Regions from separate parts of the Mus musculus genome. Here all the other regions are linked to region 3. A link is a contact called in public Hi-C and promoter capture Hi-C data. All regions are on one chromosome and are shown on one strand. The core of a region is the stretch at or near the end of the contact, and the rest is flanking DNA. Distances in the headings are between cores, read along the strand shown.

Region 1 (4,013 bases), core at 891-3,390, 1.2 Mb after region 3:
GCTGGGAATTGAACGCAGGACCTCTGGAAGAGCAGTCAGTGCTCTTAACCACTGAGCCATCTCTCCAGCTCGCCCACTGGCTTCCTTGCTTGCTTTTTCTTAAGTTTTATTTATTTATTTATTTATTTATTTATTTATTTAGTTATTTAGTTATTTATTTAGTTATGTATATTGGTATTTTTTCGAAGAGGACATCAGATTTCATCTTAGACGGTTGTGAGCCACCATGTGAATGCAGAGAATTGAACCCAGGTCCTCTGAAAGAACAGCCAGTGCTCTTAAATACTGAACCATCTCTCCAGCCCCTGCTGCTCCCTGTCCCTCTCCCTTTTAAAGAAATGGTGTCAGTCAGAACAGGCAAGATGGTTCCATGGATAAATGTCCTTGCTGCAAAGCCTGACTACTTGAGTTCAAGCCTCAGGATCTACATGGTGGACAGAGAGGACCAAGTCTTGTAAATTGTCTTCTGACATCTACACATAAGCTCTGGCCCTCGTGCCTCATATACCCCTCCACTGCCAAGCACAGCAATATATATATAATTTTTTAAAATGTAAAGAAATCACAACATCTCTGCCAATATCCATCAAGTCGGCCCTTTGGGAGGCTGTGTACGTGTGTCTCAGTATGTCATTCCCTGGACAATTGGCCAAAGTAGGGCAAAGGTCCGGGCCTCATCCTGTGAGACAAGTTAGAGGGACTTGTCCACCCACCACCTGGGTTCCCTTAACCCTGTAATGTCACGGCTGGTGCTGGTTACTCCCGGTGCCCTGAAATTTTTTTCCCAGGAATTCATTAATTCACTAGTGAGGGAAATTGTGTCTCTGATAGTGATGTGATAATGCAGAGGAAATTAATTAGAGGAAGAAGGAGGATGGGGGCTCATTAACATTTCAGATATGATATCCAGGGAAGGCTAAACTGCCAGGGAGTAAGCCAAGTCCTGAACTATGAGACTTTGCACAGAGAGATTTCACAGCAACAAAATAGGGGCAGGGGCATGTGCTGTGTGCATGCAACGGGATCCAGTCTCTAGCTCAAGACTGGTCTGGTCTATATAGAAAGTTCCAGACCAGCCAGAGGAGCTACATAATGACACCCTATCTAAAAAAAGGAAGGGAAGGAAGGAAGGAAGGAAGGAAGGAAGAAAGGAAGGAAGGAGGGAGGGAGGGAGGGAGGGAGGGAGGGAGGGAGGAAAGAAGGAAGGAAGGAAGGAAGGAAGGAAGGAAGGAAGGAAGGAAGGAAGGAAGGAAGGAAGAGTATAAGAAAGGAAGGAAGGAAGAAAGCAAAGGATGTTCTTCCAGATGATCAGGGTTCAGATCCCAGCAACCACACATGGTGGCTTTCAACCGCCTGCTGGTCCTCTGCAATAGAAATAAGTGCTCTTAATCACTGGGCCAGCTCTCCAGGCCTCCAGTAAGGTATTTTTAATGAGGAAAAAGAGTTCTTTTTTAAAAAAAAAATACTTTTTGACACACACACACACACAAAATTAAAATAAATCACTTTTTGGTGCAAGCAACTAGTCTTTCTAGCTATCTTATAATGTCATTTTAAAAAAAGAAAAATATATTAGAGAATTAGGAGGCTAAAGTTCACTCTCTGGATGCTGTGGTGGTCAACCCCCATCTCTACTGAGGCATAAAACTGAGTGTAACAAACGGAAGGAACAGATACTGTAAGTTCAAGAAGCACAAGATGCATTTAAGGCCACTTTAAGTCACTATGACTGCTATCATTCTTGTTATCACAATTTTAAAATTAGGAAGCATGCACAGACCTTAGGTGTGATACCTGGGACCCCCCCACACACACACACACACACACTCACAGAGCTCATTATCATGATACCAATGTGAAAAGTGTCCAGTGCTATTGTCTCCTGATCTTTGTTACCTGTGGTACCTGGGCTGGCTTTTTAGAGGAACAGCCTCGAAGGAAGTTGGACATTAAGCATGAGCAGAACTGCCCCCCGCCCCCCAATCATTTAATCCGTGTGGCTCTGCCCACCACAGCCCCGCCCATCTTTACTGGACCCAACCCAGGAGGCAGATGTTGGATACCTGGTGGTAGTGATGCTGTCGTGGGGGAGGAGCCCACAAGAGCAAGCTCAGATTTGAATGCCAGGGGCCAGTGCTCTGTCACACAACAGCACTGAAGCAGCCTTGCTTGAAGCAAGCTTCCTTTGGCCTAAGACTTTGAGGGAGTCAAGAAAGTCACGCTGGAGACCGATATGGACAGGTAACAAGACAGTCTCATCTGCTTGTGCATGTGCTCCAGTAGTGCTGGCTGCCTGTCTGGATGGAGGCTTTGCCTGTCAGTGCGCGAATTTCCTCGTCTGCTTGCCACCCTCTGCTCAGGTCTTTTGGGTTTTGGACCTAACTCTGACCACGAAGTTCTTCCCTTCCCCCGGTTTCTCTCTTCTCTGTGTTGCTAGAGATAGGAAGCCTTGACTTGTCCTGAGATTTGGGCAGAGCTAGAGCCGGCTTGTGGTAATAACAGCGAAGCCTTAGAGGCCCGCGCCACAAAGAGGTCGTAGCAACTCCTTACTAAAAACAGTAGTGGTTATTTTCACAATTATTTGGCAAATATCCAACATCTTAAGACTCGCATGGGGAGTCTTTACAGGAATTATTTAGTTATAGCAAGAAGATTTGTACTTCTCAAAAAAAAAAAAAAAAAAAAAAAAACTAAACATTTGAGATGAATTGCTTGCAACTCATTACAATGGTGTCTATTGAAGGAGAGAATTTCATTAAGACAGGCAATTTAGTGTTATAGACTCAACTGTTAGACACTTGGTGACATTTTTACTGTTTAATTCATCTATGCAGAGATTTCTTAGCTTCTTGAAAGCTTTTATATGCAGCTCATGATGAGCCATTATCAGAAATTTCTCTCTTGATTTTTACATTTATTGCCAGTGTGTGAGTCACTATGCCTAAAGCCCATACACTTGAGCTCACTTCCGTTTGGCTATGAGGTTTAGAATATGGAGTTAATATAGCTAATGGTAGCAGGGTGTTCTTCAGATTCCAGATTTTTCCTTTCTTGTCTTCCTTCTTTCTTTTTGTTACCCTTCTCCTACCCCCTCTTCTTCTCCCCCTCCTCCTCTTCCTCCCTCCTCCCCATCTCTTCCCCTCCTCTTCTCCCTCCTCCCCCTCCTCTTCCCCTTCCCCTCTTCCCCCTCTTCCTCCTCTTCCTCCTCCTTCTCCTGCTCCCCATCTCTTTCCCTCCTCTTCTCCCTCCTCCTCCTCCTTTTGCCCCTTCTCCTCTTCCCCCTCCTCCTCTTCCTTTTCCTTCTCCTCCTTCTCCTCCTCCCTCTCCTCCCCCTTTCCTCCTCCCACTCTCCCTCACCCCTATCAGGGACCACATTGAAGACCTCACACATGCTAGACAAGTAATCTGCCACTTAATTACATCCTGAGCCCTCAAAAAGCAAACAGACAGACAGACAGACAGACAAACAAACAAACAAACAAACAAATGTTCACAGGAGGCAGGCAGACAGCATGAGCTGCTTCTGGGTTTATAGTGAATTTTGAAACCAAATCTGAGATCTATGTCCTGATGGAGAAGGGTCCGAGAGAAATGCATGAGCATGGCAAAATGCAAAGCAAAGACGAGGCTGAGATTCAGGGAGAAGCAAACAAGACAGTGGAGAGACACAGGATGGCACGGCATGGACTGGAGCAAGGGCAGCGGGTAACTCAAGGCAGCCCTGCTACTAGGCTGGGATTATTTTTAACCCCTTGAGTCTGGTTTGCATTGCTGGGGAAGCAGCTAAGGTTCTGCCTCAAGGAGCACAGCTGTCTCAGCAGCTGGCGATCTACAGGTTTGGGACACCACCTAGCAAAGTCCTCCTTACCGGGAGGGACATCCCGAGGAGAGGGAGCTGGAAATAGGCTCCTAGCTAGAGTTGAGGGGAGTGCTGGATGGAGGTGCCCAGTCCACAGGTCAGGACTGTGCAGCTCCTCCCACCGTGGCTGGAATCTTAAAATAGAAACAGTCTA
Region 2 (4,364 bases), core at 584-3,083, 1.3 Mb after region 3:
ATCTCTCTTTCTGCCAACCAGGATGCCAGTCTCCGAGGGAAGTCTTGGGAGCTTAAACTTTACTTGACCCCTATTCAAAATGGAAGTTTTACTCAAAATGGCTTCAGGTTGGCTCCTTCTTATATTCCTTCTCCTAGTGTTTGTATATCACTCAAGTCCTTGATTATCTGTTTCAGGGTGTAAAGGATTGTATTGGGTTCTTAGGACCACGAGCTTAACTGAGTTGGGAATCAAGGCCCGATGAGGAGCAGGTAGTAAATATGGCAGTCAGCAAAGGGGCCCAATCAAAGAGGTTCTGGATCCAGTTTCCAGCCTGTCTCCCTTGCCCCTCCCTGTCCAATAGGCTTCCACTTCTGGACCACAGTCCAGGGGGAGTCCTTTGTTCCTATGTCCATTGTCTTGAGACCCCGGGGGTCATTACTAGTATCTGAGAGTCTCTGTCATAGTAAGTTTAAATACCTTAAATGCCATATTCAGCAGCTCTCTGATAGTATCTCTCAAGTGTATCTGAGTTAAATATCTATTTTTAGTTATTTGCTTTAAGTTGTTTCTTTTTTTTTTTAAAGATTCATTTATATGAGTACACTGTCGCTGTCTTCGGACACACCAGAAGAGGACATCAGATCCCATTACAGATGGTTGTGAGCCACCACCATGTGGTTGCTGGGAACTGAACTCAGGACCTCTGGAAGAGCAGTCAGTGATCTTAACCGATGAGCCATCTCTCCAGCCCTATTTGTTTTAAGTTATATCTTGAAACATAATTTTAAGCCAGTGATTCTCAATTTTTTTTTAATGCTATAATACTTTAGTATCCGAGTTCTTCACCAGACTGACTATGGTCATTGTTTTATTGCCTCATAAGACAGGAATTTTTCAGTCTCTGGTGTTAAGCTGTGACCCTAATTTTTAGTCTTTTATTTATGCATTAATAAAGATAACATACTAATAAAGACATTACAATAAAATATCTGATAAAATTTAAAATGTTTCATAGATTTATAAATGAAAACATTTTTTAAAAGCTGTTTTTAAAATGTCCAGTTTTGATTTTTTGTAAAATTCCAAAATTTTCGTTAAAGTAGTTTAAAATCTCTCAATTGTGTGTTTTTTGAAAAACAAAGTACCTTTTTAAAGAATGAAGACATGGAGCACAAACCGTAATTCTTAGAAGACAAAACCAAATTTTAACAGTATAAGCAACTTAGTGTTTTATTATAAAGGGGTTAGTTATTATAAGTTATTATAAGTGGGTTATTTTTATGTTACAAAGTTTAGTTGACAGCAAGAAAAGTTCTTGTATAAGAACGCATGGAGATACAGCTTAAATACCTCCTAGTTTTTTCTATAAACTTGGTTTTTAAGACAGATCAGAAATTATATAAAAATCTTATTCCAATTTAAAAGTATCTTTGGAGACCCGTTTCCTTGGCTGGTCCATCCCATGTGTTGGACAATGGCTCCAACCCTGAGTTACTGGTTTTAAGTTAACTTTTTGGTACAGATACTAAAAATTTTTAACCATATCCAACGACTTATGAGCCAATGATCTATAACCAATACATACAGAACACAGAACAGTCAGAAGCAAACACGCACTGGCCACATACATTTATACATTCAAAAACAGACAAAACTTCCCTTACTTCTTCCTGATCTGATTTCAAGGGAGGAGCGCCTTGCTGTTGCTGCCTGCAGAATCCAACGCTCATGGGCACCGTGGTTCTGTAGCGGGAGTAGGCACCGGCTTCCTGACCACAGAAAGCTTAAGAGCTGCTGGTTTCGCTTTTAGAGAAACTCGAACAGCTAGATCAGGCGGCAGGGGTTTGCATCAGGCGAGCAGGAGGCGGGGCTTTACCAGCAGTGCAGGACTCTCAGCTGCAGGCACAGTGCCAGTTTATCAGTTTTTGTTGTTATTATTATTGTTGTTGTTGTCCCGATTCGGCCGCTTCCCCCCACACCCCCCCCCGAAAATCCTTGAGATGGGTAAATACTAAGAGGTGAACAACCAGCAGATGAACTTTGGCCCGTTTTTCCAGATATAAAACACAGAGCAACATTCAAACTAAATGAAACCACAGACACAGACTGACAGACATGGGCAATCCAGCATGCCCAGAACCAGAAGCAAATGTTCCCTCAGTGGAAACCAGTGAAAAGCGGGCCGTCTCCTGTCCTCCTCTGACCCTCGGAGCAGTGCTGCGTCCACTTTCTCCTTTCTTGGGTCCTAGAGAGGCTCCACCAGAAAGCAGAATACAGGCTCACCTCCGGGAGTCCAGATGACTGAAAAACAGTCCGAGGTGCTGCTAATTCAGCTTAAGGGCTCAAGTAGGTTAGCGTTTGGTATCCAAATGTTAGGGTGTAAAAATCTAAAAATAAATAAATAAATAAGTCTGCCAAGTTATCCCACAAATTAGGATCTAGGGATAGAAGTCTTCCCTAGGAACTTGTCTTTGTGGTACATTCATCCTGTTCCTACTGTTTGGTTTATTCGACTGTGGTGGGAGACTTGCCTAGCAATCATGTCTCAACTTGCCAGACAGGATGTCAGTTCAACACTGAGGTCTTGGGAACTTAAACTTATTTGACCTCTGTTCAAAATGAAAGTTTTATTCAAAATGGCTTCAGTCTGGTCCCTTCTCTTTCTTTCTTTCTTTCTTTCTTTCTTTCTTTCTTTCTTTCTTTCTTTCTTTCTTTCTTTCTTTCTTTCTTCCTTCCTTCCTTCCTTCCTTTCTTTTTTTCTTCCTTCCTTCCTTCCTTCCTTTCTTTTTTTCTTTCTTTCTCCCCCCCCACCCCGCCAGACAGGGTTTCTCTGTAGCCCTGGCTGTCCTGGAACTCACTCTATAGACCAGGCTGGCTCAAACTCAGAAATCCACCTGCCTCTGCCTCCTGAGTGCTGGGATTAAAGGTGTGGGCCACCACACCAATATCCTTTCAACAAGGTTTTTACTATTTTTCTCTTCTTTTCTTCTTTTTTTCTCCTACTTTTTGAGACAAGATTTCTTTATGTGGCTCTGGCTGTCTATAACTCTCTATATAGACCACGCTAGCCTCAACTCAGAGTTCCACCTGCCTCTGCCTCCTGAGTGCTGGGATTAAAGGTGTGGGCCACCCCACCAATATCCTTTCAACAAGGTTTTTACTATTTTTCTCTCCTCTTCTTTTCTTTTCTTTTCTTCTTCTTTTCTCCTACTTTTTGAGACAAGATTTCTTTATGTGGCTCTGGCTGTCTATAACTCTCTATATAGACCACGCTAGCCTCAACTCAGAGTTCCACCTACCTCTGTCTCCCAAGTGCTGGGATTACAGATGTATAAAAAGAATGATTTTTGAACTAGGCGATAGTGGTGCACGCCTTTAATCCCAGCACATGGGAGGCAGAAGCAGGCGGATCTCTGAGTTCAAGACCAGCATAGCCTACTGAGAGAATTCCAGGATGGCCAGGACTACACAGAAACCCTGTCTCACATAAACAAAAAGTCCAGATGTGTGTGTGTGTGTGTGTGTGTGTGTGTGTGTGTGTGTGTACAGAAGAGAGTGTAGGACCCCTCAGAACCAAAGTGAGAGGTGTTTGCAGAACACCAGGCTTGTTACATAGTTGCTGGGTTCTGAACTCCAGTGCACAAAATTTAGCCACAGTCACCTCTTACCTGCTGAGCCTTCTCTCCAGCCTCCCTTTTAATAACTTTTATAGAAAGGTCCTGCTTTGCTTTACTATTGCTGTGTCAAACAAACAAACACAGCCTGGAGAAGAAAGGACTTCTTTCATCTTACACCCCAGAGAACAATTCATCACTGAGAGAAGTCAGAGCAGAAACTTAAAAGAGGAACAGGAAGCAGAAACTGAAGGGGAGAGACCATGGAGAAATGCTGAATACTGGCTTTTCCCTCATGGTTTGCTCAACCTGCTTTTCTTTCTTCTTTTCTTCCTTATTTTATTTATTTATTTATTTTATTTTTAGGTGTGTGTGTGTGTGTGTGTGTGAGATTTACTGGCACTAGAGTACATGGGAGCTGGGAACTGAACTCTGGTTTTCTGCAAGAGCAGCGCATGCTCTTAACTACTGAGCCATCTCTCTAGCCTCTCAGCTTTCTTCTTATACACCCCAGGTCCACCTGCTCAGGGGTAGCACTGCCCAGAGTGGGCTGGGCCCTCTCACATCAATCAACCATCAATAAGATGTCCTCAGACATAACCCGAATGCCGGTCTGATCAAGGCAATTCCCCATTGAGTCTCCCTGAGATAATAACTCTGGGCTGTGCCAAGCTGTCAGCTCTAGCTAATTAGAAGAAGAAAGAATTGGGCTGGAAAGACAGCTCAGTGGTTAAGAGCAATGGCTGCTCTCCCAGGGTCAGGTTCCAG
Region 3 (4,100 bases), core at 97-2,596:
GGAACCAATGTTAAGAGAGGGAGACAAGGGTCTGAAGTAGCCAGGGGAAAGAGATGGAAGGATTAGGTAAAATCCGACTTTACTCACTGGGCAGAAGGGCTGCCAAAGCCGGCTCTTTTGTTTTTTGTAGACCCTGGTATCTCCTGTGTAAGAAACAGCAGAGCAGTGTGTCTCTCAACCTTCCTAACGCTGTGACCCTTTAACACAGTTCCTCATGTTGTGGTCGCCCCTAACCATAACATTATTTTCATTGCCACTTCGTAACTGTAGTTTTGCTGTTATCAATCGTAATGTAGATATCTGATATGCAGGATATCTGATGTGTGACCCACAAAGAGGTCACAATGCACAGGATGAGAACTGCTGTACTGGAGGTCATGATGGTGGGCCCAGCGTGCAGGCATAGAGCAGACCCAGCAGGCAGGGCAGGTTGCACCATGCCAGCTGGGCACGGGGGTGAGAAGTGGGCAGCTTGCGGCAGACCGTGACTCTTTTCCCTCCAGAGCTGGTCCCCAGCTTGTAAAGGCCAGACTCATTCTGGTTTTCCTTGATGGGCAACAGAGGCCAGGGGGGACCTGAGGGATGGTGAGTGGGGTGCCAATGGAAAATTACAGACCGCCAATCTCACTTCACACCCTCCACTGTTAAGACATTTTTTAGCAGATAAAGGGGAAGTCCACACAAAGGGAAATTTCCCTTTCTCCCCACAACTTCCCCTGTTTCCATCCCACTCGGCATTGAAGAAACATCTTGATGTTTCCAGAGGCCACAGGCTTTTTCGTATCCATGCTGTGAAGACTTGCCCAGAGAACCCTGTTTTGGAAAAATCCTCCCATCATTGCTGAGGGCACACACATTCCCCATGGGTGTGCACACTTGACAGCCGCCAGGCTGTTCCGGAGGAGTCTTTGGTTTGTGGTGCTGTGCTGGGCAGAATCTGAGTATCTGGATCCCAGAACCCCCACCGGAGCCTGCAACAAATACTGACAACTGTCCTTAAGAACCTGTGATTTTCCCAGCACAGCCATGTTGACTTTAACCCTCCACAGCAACCTTGAAAAGCACCCATTATCCACCTTTCCAAAGCGGGAAACTGAGGCTCAGAGTCTTCCTTGGCTGGGAGACCATGATAAGGGTCTGGGTGGGTGGGCTGAACCTTGGATCCTATTTGCATTTGCCTTCCTGGGATATGCAGGCTCTGGAGACTTCTCTAGGAAAATCCCAAGGAGAAGGCAGTGGCTGGGAAGGTCTCGAGCTTTGCAGGTACTTGGTGGAAAACTCCAGTCTGTGATTCACCCTCCTCCCATGCCCTCGTCACTGAGGCCAGCTCCCCTCCCAAGGTCCTCAGTGTCCAGCCTGAAAGTTGGTGGCTCCCATCCCACTGCTCTGGTAAGAGGGGCTGTACCTTGCCTAAGAAGGAGCCGGTAGTTGGGGTGGAGGTGAGGATAAGGGCGAAGGGCCAGGAGCAGGAGGAGAGAGGTCAGGGAGGTAGGGCTGCCTGAGGCAGCTGTTCAACAAGGTTCTGGGGGCTTCTTCTGGATAGTGCCCACTGGGAAGACACTAGTCAGGAGTGAGGGGCCCTGAGGGGACAGAGAGACAGGGTCATGAGGTTTCGTTCCCTGAGGGTGGATGGTGTAATCTAGGCTTATAGACTTCTCAATCTCTCTTGTTGCTTGTGGTATTTTGTCCCTTCACTTTCTACAGCCCCCCTTCCCTGGTCTGGCCATCCGTCTCAGGACCACTGGGTGGGTGGGGCTGTGGCGGGAGGGGGGGTTGGGGGGGGGAGGAGCAGGAGTACTGAAGGTGAGAATTCCTCTTCCAGGTCTGGAGACGCTTACTCATTCTGGAGCAGGAGTTCTAGCTGGGCTGAGAGACCAGGTGAGTGGGAAGAGCATGCGCAGAGCGCGCAGTCTGGTTATCATAGCCTCTGTACCCCTGAGTCTGGAGAGCTGAGGCTCAGGGCAGAGGCAAGACCCAGCAGAACTGTGTGTCTGGGCAGGAAGCAGGGAGCTGCGGTCCCCTGAGGCCACAGGGAGTCTGATGCCATCCTCACTAGCCACATAATGAAATTGCTCAGGGACAAGCCCCAGTAAGTAAGGAGAGTTCACAGATGGGGAACTGGCCCCGAGGAGGCGGGCCATCTGCCTGCCAGGGGAGGGCAGTCAGTTTTCAGAGCTAGGAAGGGTGAGTGGATGGATCTGGAACTACCTTCACAGGTTGGGGGCGCCTGCCTCTTGGTCAGCTAGGGCTAGAGCAGAAAGCGGGGCACCAGCTTGGGTGGGACTGGGTCTGAGGAGAGGGAGCTGGAGAAGATGTGGGCTGCCACTGTGGAGGGCAGCTGCCTACCAGGTGTGAAGGGCTACGAGCAGCCAGGCTTTGGGGCCATGCACACAGGTATGTGTGTGCAGAGGGACGTGACGGAATGGCATCGGTGTGTTCAGGGGTGGGTGCTGGTATGTGGGTATGGGCTGAAGTGGGACTGGGTCTCTTTCGTTTAGGGAAGGGAGCGGTGGTGCCTGGGTTGAACCCTAGCAGTATGTGGGGCGGGGAGGGTTTCTGGAGGTGTTTCCTAGAACCAGAGTGGGCTTCCATCTAATCTGTCCAGCTCCTGAGGAGAGAGTTAAGACTGTACTTGCTGGTCCTTTGAAGACAGAACCCAGGATTGGCTCAAGGGCACCCAAGTATGGTGAAGTCCCTCCCCTTCCCCTTGCTCAGCCTAGCAAAGCGGGTGGACAGCCTGCAGAGGAGATCTGTAGCTGTGGAGGTAACAGAGCTTGCGAAGGGGAACGAGTTGTCCTTGCTGTCACAGAATCATTCCTAGCAAACAGACTAGAGGTGGGGCGGGGGGGAGGGACCCTGGGGGCCGAGGCTGTGTTTTTGAATTTATTTGCTGTTGGTGTGGAGCTGGGCTGGGCTGGAACTTTACTGTCCTGCTTCGATTCTGAGATCTGGAGTTCTCACGCAGATGATATTCACTATCTGACCCATAAGAAGAATAGAGAGAAAAGGGGCCCTGTGCAGCGTGTTTGTACGGCTAACGTTCTCCTGGACATTCCTTCCCCTAGTCTAACATAGCTGTCCAGTGCTGTGGTTTCAGCCCTCTCTCCTCCCTGCTCACCGTGGCTCTGAGCCACCTCTCCTTTTGCCTGCCTTTGTTTTTATTCTGTGGTTCCACTCTTCCTCTCGAAAACGTTTTAAAGAATTTTTATTTGTTTATTTTTATGTGTCTGAATGTTTTGTGTGTGTCTCTGCACACTACATGTCTGGCGACTGAGGGAGCCAGAAGAGGAGTCCCCTGGGACTGAAGTTACAGGCAGTTATGAATCACCATGTGGGTGATGAGAGTGGAACCTGGATCCTCTGTAAGAGCAGCCAGTGCTCTTAACGGCTGATCCATCTCCCCATGCCCAATCTTTTATTTATAGAAAATTATATTTATATTTATTCTTATTTTCATTATATATTTATATAAATTTATATAATAATATCATATCAATATTATCAATAATGTTTATATATTAGCATATTTATATAAATAGAAATATAATTTGTATAAATATACTTATTATATTTATTTATAGAAAATTATAAAATGGCCTATGGCTATTCACACTCTCAGGTCCTGCTCTTCCTTCTTTTCCTTGATAAACCTCAGTCTCAGGCCTGGACAGGGTTCTGGGTGTGCTCCCCTGACCCCTCCCCCCTCATCTTTCCCATCATGCATTCTTCATCTACTCCTTTTCCCACCAGATCATCCCCTCTCCCTCTGTTCATCTTGCAATGGCTGCGAGTGGTGGGGGGAGTGGAAGGTTTGTCTTCTGCAGGTTCCCTCAGGCTTCCTCGTGGGTGGGGCTTGCCGAGCCCGCTATCCCATGGCTTAGCAAGCAAAGGCGACCTATATGGTCTTTTTCACATCTCTTCACCTTTATCCTCCCCTTCTGCCGCTACCCAATGGAGACAGGGTCATTCTCTCTAGGAGATTTAAAGCTCACTGAGGAGGTATCATTTGCCTAAGTCACAAAGCAAGAGCCCTTCCTACTAGCTGCTCTTTGGGCTCAGCCTTTGAAGAGCCACTGAACTGAGCACTGAGCATGCGCTGT

What was found. Promoter capture Hi-C pulls out the DNA fragments that hold promoters and counts their contacts. A called contact is a pair of places that touch in the nucleus more often than the background predicts.
Region 1: a promoter capture Hi-C map of stem cell-derived epiblast-like cells shows a contact between it and region 3, with 5 times the contacts expected there. The contact joins the promoter of Aicda here to the promoter of Slc6a12 in region 3. A contact is called at or near these places in 7 of 39 promoter capture datasets (cranial neural crest, frontonasal cranial neural crest, hippocampal neurons and 4 more), 2 of 15 datasets of contacts at CTCF or cohesin (embryonic stem cells and stem cell-derived epiblast-like cells), 2 of 484 Hi-C or Micro-C datasets (both in B cells) and 2 of 115 datasets of contacts at active chromatin or transcription factors (astrocytes and microglia).
Region 2: a Hi-C map of B cells shows a contact between it and region 3, with 9 read pairs. The contact joins the promoter of Apobec1 here to the promoter of Slc6a12 in region 3. A contact is called at or near these places in 3 of 39 promoter capture datasets (cranial neural crest, hippocampal neurons and liver), 1 of 484 Hi-C or Micro-C datasets (B cells) and 1 of 115 datasets of contacts at active chromatin or transcription factors (large pre-B cells).

What each region holds. Positions count from the first base shown.
Region 1 is chr6:122,551,669-122,555,681 of GRCm38.p6, forward strand. It overlaps Aicda (activation-induced cytidine deaminase), which reads left to right and starts at 2,141. Exons shown (of 5, transcript NM_009645.2): 1 at 2,141-2,241. The coding sequence starts at 2,234.
Region 2 is chr6:122,600,611-122,604,974 of GRCm38.p6, forward strand. Apobec1 (apolipoprotein B mRNA editing enzyme, catalytic polypeptide 1) reads right to left here and starts at 1,834. Exons shown (of 8, transcript NM_001134391.1): 1 at 1,647-1,834.
Region 3 is chr6:121,341,228-121,345,327 of GRCm38.p6, forward strand. Slc6a12 (solute carrier family 6 (neurotransmitter transporter, betaine/GABA), member 12) reads left to right here and starts at 1,347. Exons shown (of 16, transcript NM_001381903.1): 1 at 1,347-1,389; 2 at 1,823-1,878.